2 separate regions of the Mus musculus genome follow, and region 2 is linked to region 1. Evidence: chromatin contacts called from public promoter capture Hi-C data. All regions are on one chromosome and are shown on one strand. The core of a region is the stretch at or near the end of the contact, and the rest is flanking DNA. Distances in the headings are between cores, read along the strand shown.

Evidence for each region. Promoter capture Hi-C pulls out the DNA fragments that hold promoters and counts their contacts.
Region 2: a contact with region 1 is called in a promoter capture Hi-C map of second pharyngeal arch cranial neural crest, with 4 times the contacts expected there. The contact joins the promoter of Dach1 here to the enhancer-like site in region 1. A contact is called at or near these places in 4 of 39 promoter capture datasets (cranial neural crest, neutrophils, pre-B cells and 1 more), 8 of 484 Hi-C or Micro-C datasets (the AML12 cell line, bone marrow, embryonic stem cells and 4 more), 8 of 115 datasets of contacts at active chromatin or transcription factors (bone marrow-derived macrophages, embryonic forebrain, embryonic hindbrain and 4 more) and 3 of 9 other capture datasets (adipose tissue, liver and pancreatic islet).

Annotation. Positions count from the first base shown.
Region 1 is chr14:98,076,814-98,081,768 of GRCm38.p6, reverse strand. All of the region lies in intron 1 of Dach1 (dachshund family transcription factor 1), which reads left to right. Among named protein-coding and RNA genes, the nearest start is that of Dach1, 90 kb to the left of the region's middle. Within about 2 kb of position 2,223, at least 3 of the 459 cell types and tissues checked have an H3K27ac peak or open chromatin away from gene starts, as enhancers often do. A contact at or near this core is called in kidney and second pharyngeal arch cranial neural crest, where this site is marked.
Region 2 is chr14:98,166,790-98,171,744 of GRCm38.p6, reverse strand. It overlaps Dach1 (dachshund family transcription factor 1), which reads left to right and starts at 1,980. Exons shown (of 12, transcript NM_007826.3): 1 at 1,980-3,262. The coding sequence starts at 2,436. It overlaps Gm33583 (a long non-coding RNA gene), which reads right to left and starts at 1,841. Exons shown (of 2, transcript XR_003951195.1): 1 at 1,779-1,841.

The DNA.
Region 1 (4,955 bases), core at 974-3,473:
CTGAGGTCTTGCTATATAGCTGAGTGGTAAAATACATGCTTTTGAAGCTCAAGTTTCCTGGGTCCCATCTCCAGCATCATTTCTCATAACATTGCTTCATCCTCGAGCACCTCTTTCCTTTACTGCAGCCTTGACAGGAAGAAAACTGCACCATGTTAGGACAGACTATATAGGCCAGTGTATATATAGACACACACACACGCACACACGAGAACACTTTTTAAAAGAAATGGTAGAGCCTTCAGCTGGCAAATGGTGGACATTTCATTAGTTTACTGTTAGAATGGACTTCAAAGAGCACTGTGGTTTGTTAAGCTGTTCACCAACCTGAAGATGGGAAGTTCATTGTGACAAGGGAGTAAGAAAGGAAAGGCTCAGAGCAAGACGTTCTTCTACTGAAAACATAAAGTGGCCAGGATTTCAGGCCCAGCAATGCAAATGCATTTCGCTAGGTTCAGGTTACAGTCTTTTAAACTTTTTATTGCTTAATATGACACAGTGACATTTAAAATATGGAGAAATGGAAGATAAATAATACGGACTGAATGACATTGATTTAAAATTTTAAAGCTGTGTTAAAAGTATTCTAACACACTGAAGGACATTTGTAAGTTGTACATTGTTTATAGATTTCTGATTAGAACTCCAAAGCATAATGTATTATAGCTTGCCATTTCCTGTAGAGGAAAAAGAATATTGTCTGCAGAAAAGAATGGATAGTAAAAATTTAGGCTCCTAATTTTCTTTCTTTTAAGTCATTCGCTTTTTTGTTAAAGGCCTTTATGCATAGGCCTCTTACAAGTTCCAATCAGTATCTTATATATTTGTTCTGGAATACTTCCAAAGAGTCATTTCTTCCGTAAAAATGTTAAAATTGTAATAGCCTGTAAGAACTGTCCATTTTATGCCTAAAATACAAAGAATAAGTTTTCACAAGAGCATTCAAACCAAGTTATTTTGATAATTCAAACGTATCTTTTATTGCATTTATTAACAAAACCAAAAACTGTATGCCAATATCTCCTGTTTTTCAGAAAAAAAATAATGACTCTCACCAAATGTACACTATTATCCATTGAAGAGCCTGGCAGTAATCAACACTGTACTTCTTTGGTCTAATTTTAGAAGTACTGAGTGTCACACTTGACGGAGCCTGAAAGCAAGGATCTTTAAATATGTTCCACAGGTGTTTTGATTCCACAAAGATTCAAGAACCACTATTTTCCGAAGCACAACTGTGTGTGCTAAGTGGAAAAGAATCACTTCTACCAATTGTGTCTACTGAAATGAAGTTCAGGTTAAATATTTTGTTTAGAGTGTATCAGCTGTAGAAGGCCTTGTGAAGATATTTGGAGCTATAGGGGTGATGTTAAATGCACATGTCAAAGTTGCTGCCCCCTTTCACGGACTCCGGATTTCTTGTCTATCTTAGCCTTAAACAATCCCGCAGGGTTTTACTGATTGCTTTTCACATTTCCTTGTGAATGCTAAGTTGAAATGCATTAATCCAACCAAAATAACTGAAGCGCGTCTTCATAGAAACAAATTAACTCGTGTTCCTAGGTCAAGATAAAGTATCCTACTGCAGAAGGGTAAGCAAAAGCTTTACAGTAGCAAGATTAAATGGTTCCCCTCACACTCAGAAAAGTTCAATAAAAAGGGGAGGCTTCAAATAACACATCAGTCCATTCTTCCAAGTTCCATAAATTAAATGTTAAAAACTCTCTCAATAGAGTCCACACTTTCCTGAGTTGTTTGAACGATTTAAAAGAAATTTGGTCCACAATAGAAGTAATATCATACAAACCAAAGAATGATCAGGAAAGGATTATGGATTACAGTCTATTCTATATTTTGTTCTAGCTGCTTTATTTTCTTCTGAGAGAGAGCCTGTCCATATTCAATTAGAAAAGAAAAAAATGACACCTGTATAGTTGGCTTACTGAATGCAGGGAGCACAGAAATTTTATAAGAAAATAAACTATATAAGCATCTTATTTCTTGAAGGAAAAAACAATGTAGTTTATATTTTTCCAATCACATTTATCGACTATTTTCTTTTCATCTTAGAAAAATCTATGTTACAATGATGAATAGCTTATTCATGATATTGAAGTATATCACAACTTTTTCCACTTACATGGGGGCTCTCCTCGGCTGGACATTAAGGGACTAGCCTTCCTCTCCTTTCTCCTCTAAAGTTTCCATCCCCTCAATTCCTCTCCTCTTTCAATGCAGGGCCTGCTCAACATATGCAAACAATCTGATCACTTACTAAACTACATTCCGGCTCCTGGACCTTTTTATTTACATTTGTACTCTTTCAGACAGAAAGGAAGAAAACTAAGTGAGTTATAAGTTATTTTGTTTAGATGATGGCAAGTATTATTTCAAGAAGAGCGACAATGAATAATATGTAGCTCCTGGTTAAAAATATTTAAATGGGTTGAGCATCAATGATGAAATTATCAGGGTTTTAGAGGCAGTCATGATGCTTACACTTTGGGAATTACTGTATTGAGAAAATAACATTCTGAAATGCTGATTATGATAGACATAATAAGACCAATAGCAGTAATAACAGGAGTATACAGAATTAAATATATAAAAGTTTAAGTGGTTAAAAATGCTAAATTTTGCCTGTGGGGCTAAATCATATTTATTGCAAAGTGCTGTTTAAATCCTTCTTATGTTATCTTTTAAAATGCCATATTCTTTCTATCCCACTGAAAGTTATACAGAAGAAAAAGTGTTAAAGGGCTAGGAAAATATTATTTCATCATTCTTGTTCCATTAGAATTCACTTGGGTGGCTGAGAAAATGGTTTATGGATTAGAGAGAGAACAAGCTAAAACATTTCATACCTTCATCTCTGATAAATTCCCCAAACTCATTCTTTGCATCTGAGCCATAAATAACAACCATGCTTTTTGCTAAAAAGAGCTTTTTCCTCCACCAGGTCTTTTGTCTTGGAGATGAATGCTATAATAAATTTGAAGTCTTAGGGGGGGCATTGTTTGAACTATAACATTATGGTTTACAACTGTTGCTTCTATTATGAGGAGGATAAAAAGCCACTCGGAAGCTTGATCTCTGTCACAGAAAGGGATTAATATTTCAGTCTTCAATGTGGGTCAAGTGTATGATTCTCCCCAAAGCAATTCACTATGATTAATTTTTATTATGTGAGCATTCAGATTCTCCTTATATTCTTATGTGTTTCATTCCCCTACTGACTCACTCCTCACAATACCAGAACTTAGATTCTTCACATAATAGTGAAAATGTAGATATTTGAAATCTTAAAATTTTAATGAAACGTCATAGAATTTTTTTCTGAAAAAATTTTCTCAATAATTATGTGGATAACACACCACATTAGGTGAGTAAATCACTTTTAATAGTAGCATTTTCCAATAAGTAGTATTAAATATTATACTTTAATTGCTAAGTAATATGATATTTTAATTTACCACTGATAAACTAATTAACCATTGAGAAATAGAGTCTCTCACTGTGTGAAAATGGGAGTTGTTTACAAGTATAGTTTTATCTGAAGGCAGGAGATAACAACAACTGCTCTGCCTCCCTCCTTCCTCAGCCCTGAAACTTTGTATGACTAACAGTTTTTATATATCACTTAGCACTTCTCTGTAGTCTAAGAAACATTAGAAACTGCAAATGTAAAATTTTAACAAATGGCCTAACTAACAATTTCTGCAAAATACTTGTCAGCATAATCAACAATTTTATTCATTATGGTTTTTTTTTTTTACATATTGTTGTTGGGATGCTAGACACACATCAGTTACTAAGCTAAGAAAACCGTGCTTGCCACATGCAAGGGACTCACACACCCAGGACAGACAATTATATAGGATAATAATAATCTTTGGAGGTAGGGAAAATGAAAGGCACATGCCATTTACTGCTACTATATAAAATCTAATTTTGTTGTGCATTTTCCCAAATTTAGCAACAGTTTAGAAAGAATTGAACTTGAAAAAATACCACTGCCTAAGTCCTGCCACAGATGAACTAAGCAGCAAGTTAAAGTGGTAAATGATGTTGGCTTGTTTGGACTTTTAAAACTTCCTCAAGTGATTAAAGATTGTAATGTTCTTCTAGGTTGCCATGAGTCAACCTAGAATAGTGGTTAGAGCCTAAGAGGCTAGATGGGAGAAAATTAAAAAAAAATGTGTATTGGTGAATTTGGGAGGGAGCAGGGCATGGTTGGGACCAAAAGCTTTTACATTATTTATGAAGACCCTGTGTTGGAATCCGAATTTGATGTGATAGTCTTGTAGAACTTTGTTGTAGAAACTGAACGTCTACAAGCCACATCCTTTGATGGCTAAGAGGTATAGATATAAAGCACGTCTAAAACACCTGACATAAATAATGACAATCACCATTGCTGCTTATACATGACTGGAGACAGGGTCTGGGAAGCCAGCTTAATAAAGAAGAGCATTTGCAGTGTCAGTCCAAAGACCTCAGCTTGAGCTCACAGTACCCACATAGAAGTCAGGCATGGATGCCTCTATATGCCTGTTAAACACCATTTGTGAGGGACAGAGACAGATAGCGTCTACAAATTCCGAGGTATCCAGTCTAGCCAAAATGATGAACATCATGTTCAGTGAGAGACCTTGTATCAAGAGAATACAATGTAGAGTAACAGAAAAACAGGCAACGCAATTTAGTTTCTGTGTGGGCACACTCACACCTGTACACTCACATACATTGTACACACACACATGTAAACTTACACACAGTTACACAAACACACATGCATATACATGCCACACACACATACACACACACACATAACCCACAAAGATGGCTGAGGGGATGGGTTGTCATTAGACCACATACGCTATCACCTTAAGTTTAGATTTTATTTGGAAACAATGAAGACACAGTGAAGATTTGGAAAGCAGCACATTATGTGA
Region 2 (4,955 bases), core at 731-3,230, 90 kb before region 1:
AAAAGCACACTAGATTTTATTGAAGTTAGGAATGGCATTCACAAATAAATTAGTTTTTTTTTCTTTTAGAGTTTAGCACTTTCCACAGTGTTGTATTTCACAAATGCAGCAATTTGACATTTTAAAAATTGGCAATATTTCTAAAATATATTTTGATATTTGTGGTATATACTGAATCTATGCTTTTAGTTAAGAATAGGTTTGATGATTCAAAAATTATTAAACCTCACCTCATTATAACACACTGGGGCAAACAGCTGTGAAAGCTTCATCTATCTTTGTAGAAGTTTATATACTTTTATTCAATTTTTAAAAAATTCTTACACTGTAAGAAAGCCTTCCAATGCAAGTATTGTGCCTCAAAGTTTAGCATAAAAGAGTAATAAGACAATAGTGTCATATTTCACTTTAACGGATTCCTATATACTTAGACAATAAACTTCAGAGTTCAGTGGATTTAAAAAGATAAAGACAAAAGTGATAATTTCAATACCTAAATGGCAAAAATAACATCCTAACATTTCTCAAATCAACAAGCCTGTTATAATAGTTTATTTCTTAAATCTGTCATATGCTGCCTCCTCACATCTTATGAAATCTTTAGACATGTGTAGACAGGTTCAATGCCTAACTACTCCAGATTCCTAGAGATATAAGCAACAAACACACAGGACCTATGCTCAAATTCTATGCTGGTCAAACATCCCGGAAAAAACATCGCTGTGCAACAAGTTAGAGAAGACAGGAGGAGAAAATGAGTGTCTTACTCCCCTCATGCAGCCCCAAACCACTATTCCCTTCTGCCTTCTGTGTTTACAAGTCAACCAGGAGGCTTAGTTTCTATTTCATTCTTTACAAACACATTCTCACTGAGAAAGCAAAAACGAAGTTCCCAAAACATAGCAGGACTTTCCAAATATGAAAGGAACCCAATAATTATTGTGTGACTTAAATAACACACTTTCGACTCTCCTCGGGTACTGAAGGAGAAATGAGAGTTGATTACTGTGCAAGACCAGGTGAATTAATTAGAGTTTTGGGTAAGAAACATCAGTGTGTTTTTGTATTCTACTTTCTAATCTTCAAGGACAGCTGATCTCTTTAGAAATTTCTAGATAAAGAAGTCATCCCTGACCAATCTCTGGAGGTGAAAGGGAAGTTGTTTTAATCCACTGTATCCCTGTCTACTAGGATCAGGAGCACCCATTATTCTTAAGTGACTTTCTTCCCGCAGCTTGAAAACTCTTCTTTATCTTTATATAAACATTTTTGATATAGAAAAAAAACCCGTCAGATACACAAAATAGTCCACACTGCTTACATGTGAATTTTCCTATAATAATAATAATAATAATAATAATAATAATAATAATAATAATAATAATAATAATAATTGCCCAACAGTCATGAGCTGGGGATGTTTCCTTTTGTAACTGCTTGCACAAATGCCCCGCGCGCGCGTGTGTGTGTGTGTGTGTGTGTGTGTGTGTGAACCTAAATCCTTGAAGGTGAGCTGGCAGCGGCACCGCCGCTCTTTCAGTCATGAGGCGTTTGCTCAGAACCTTTTTGGGGTGGGTGGGTGGGTGGGAGCTAAGAGTCTTCTCCTTCAAAGCCACAGAGGAGGTGGCAGGGGATGTAACGGTAGCAGCGCGAGAGAAGTAGATGACCAGCTTTCTCTCCCTCTCTCTGAGCACCACTCTTGGGCCCCGGCTTTTCTAGGGCTTTCCTCCCACCCTTTTCCTCCGTACCCTCCCCCCCCACTCCCGTTTTCTACCCACCCCCTTTCCTCGGTCTCGCGCTCTTGGAGTCTGTGCTCCGAGTTCCTGGTTGGATAATTTGGGTTAATACTAGTGAGTGAGGTTTTCGCGGCTTCAAAGGGTATTTCAAGTATCCGGAGCTCCTCCCCTCCGCACCGTGTGACAACAACAACTCGTCCAGCCGGCAGCCTGCACTTTCAGCTCATTTTCTCTCTGTCATTCCCCTCTCAATCTTTGATCAATGTACTTGCCAGGGAGAACCCAAGTCCCTCAACCCTCCTCCTTTTCACCTTCATCCTTAACTTTGTGCTAGAGCGGGACCCACACACCACCAGCCGACCCTCCCCGCCCCACCCCCGCCTCTCCCCCCCCAAGAGCAGCCCGCGATCCCAGCCCCGAGAGAGGACTCGCATTTCGACTTGCGGGACACTTTTGTGCGTTTCTCTCTCGAGCGCCTCTCGCGCTCGCCCCTCCTGCGCTCGCTCTTTCTTAACCTCACCTCCTTTTTCTCCTCTTCTCTCCCTCTCTCCAACTAAGGTTCCTTCCTAGAGTGCTTGTTGTCTCTGCCCCCCCCCCCACCTCGATCCTTGTCCCCCTTTCTCCCCCTTCCCCTTTGGGGGGTGTGTGGCAACTTTTCCCCCTCGCTTCTCCTCCTTCTGTTTCCCCTTATATGTGACCATGGCAGTGCCGGCGGCTTTGATCCCTCCGACCCAGCTGGTCCCCCCTCAACCCCCGATCTCTACTTCTGCTTCCTCCTCGGGCACCACCACCTCCACCTCCTCGGCGACCTCGTCTCCGGCTCCATCCATCGGACCCCCGGCGTCGTCTGGGCCAACTCTGTTCCGGCCGGAGCCCATTGCCTCTTCTGCTTCTTCTTCAGCCGCGGCCACAGTCACCTCTCCTGGTGGCGGCGGCGGCGGCAGCGGAGGCGGCGGTGGCAGCGGCGGCAACGGAGGCGGCGGCGGGAGCAACTGCAACCCCAGCCTGGCGGCCGGGAGCAGCGGCGGCGGCGTTAGCGCTGGCGGCGGCGGCGCCTCCAGCACCCCCATCACCGCGAGCACCGGCAGCAGCAGCAGTAGCAGCAGCAGCAGCAGCAGTAGCAGCAGCAGCAGCAGTAGCAGCAGCAGCAGCAGTAGCAGCAGCAGCTGCGGCCCCCTCCCTGGGAAACCCGTGTACTCAACCCCGTCCCCAGTGGAAAACACCCCCCAGAATAATGAGTGCAAAATGGTGGATCTGAGAGGGGCCAAAGTGGCTTCCTTTACGGTGGAGGGCTGCGAGCTGATCTGCCTGCCCCAGGCTTTCGACCTGTTCCTGAAGCACTTGGTGGGGGGCTTGCACACCGTCTACACCAAGCTGAAGCGGTTGGAGATCACGCCGGTGGTGTGCAATGTGGAACAGGTTCGCATCCTGAGGGGACTGGGGGCCATCCAGCCCGGAGTGAACCGCTGCAAACTCATCTCCAGGAAGGACTTCGAGACCCTCTACAATGACTGCACCAACGCCAGGTAAAGAGCGGAGGGGAAACCTTCTGTCGCCCTGGTCCTTTCCCACCCTCCTCCTCGCCCTTCCCCTGCTCCCTTCCCGGCGCCGCCCGCTCAGCGCGTCCGCGAGCTGCGCGCCCTGGCGAGCACGGCCCTCTCCTGTCGGTCCCCGGGGCTAGTCTCCTTCGCCCGACCTCCTGGGCAAGTTCGCACTGCTCGCGGCCTGATCCGTGCCGGCCGGGTGTTCCTGATGCTTCCTAGGGCATTCGGGCTAGGCTGCCGCTGAGCTTGGGATGCAGAGTGGGGAACCAGAGGAAGGTGCCTTCCCAGGAGTCACAGCCCCTTCCCGGGCGCGCTGGTGACCTGCACCCGTTCCGGACACTACTGCCTGAGTGTGCACTCCTGGGACCTGGGTTCCTCCAAGAAGCCTCTGGGCACCTCTGGGATAGGAGGGAGGTCGTGACCCTGATCCTGCAGGGCTCCGAAGCTGAGGGATGCGCTCTGGGATAGGGGGGCTCCTCTAGTAAGAAAAGAGGGTGGGCTGGCAGCTGAGAGCGGCGCTGAGAAGTCAGCACCGGAACAGTACCGGGCGCTGAGAGGAGCAGGGGTAATCTGAGAGTTCAACCAAAGAGTTCAGCCCCACATCCCAGAGGGAAGCCTGTGTAGGGGAGGGGTTTGTGTGTGCGCGGATGTGTGTGTTTGTGTCTCCCTATCTGTGTGTGTGTGTGTGTGTGTGTGTGTGCGTGTGTGTACGCGCGCGCGCGCACGCGCTCGTGAAAAGAAAAAAAGAAGTACGTTTGCCCCGGGGCAAATGCGAGGGCACAAACACGTTTTGTTCTTTAGGAGATGACCTGGTGCCCCAGACTCTTGGAAGCTGAATTGGAGAGGTGGGGAAGAAAAGAAAGGGACTTGCTCGCCCTCTTTTCAAAGTGCGGATTGACCAGTCTTCGCTCTTTCTTTTTCTTTTTTCTTTCCACTTTCTTTTCTGAGTTTAGTAGCTCAGGAAAGGTGCAGGTGGTCCTTTTGCCACAGGATGCTAAGGGCTTGAATACTTCTCGCCTAGTCTTCCTTGTGCATGTGCGCCGAGGTGGCCTTGGGACAGTCCCTGACCCAACCAGTTTTATGCTAATGAACGCTCACTGGGGGAGGATCTACCGAGAGGGGGCGGGAGTGGGGCAACTTGTCAGTTTCGGGGTAGAAATGATCCAGCTGCTGGCAGAGGGATAAGTTCAGAGGTTCTGAGAGAAAGAAAGTAGAGAAAGTTGGAGATCATAAGTAGGCACTTGGGAACTGGGAGAAAAGATTCATACACACACACACACACACACACACACACACACACACACACATGCACATACGCACACTTTGGTACCTTTAAAATAAGCTTAATGGTGAGGGGAAAAAGCAGAGGCTCTTAACAGAGCTAAGGAAACTGGACAGGAGAGGTGAGAAACCAGACCCAAAGCCACCAGCAATTTCTTTGAGACTATTCCTCTGTAGGGCCTGGGAAGAGAAAGGAAAAGACCAGAACTCCATCCCAACTTAACTGACCTAGCTAGCAATTCCTTTCTGTGTTTATTTGATGTTTTGATGTTCCTGTCTTGACCTCTTATTTCAGCTGTGGTGTGTGTGTGTGTGTGTGTGTGTGTGTCCTGCTCGCACATACGTGCGCGCACACATGCTTCTACTGGATCCGGTGGGTGGCCAGATGGCATTG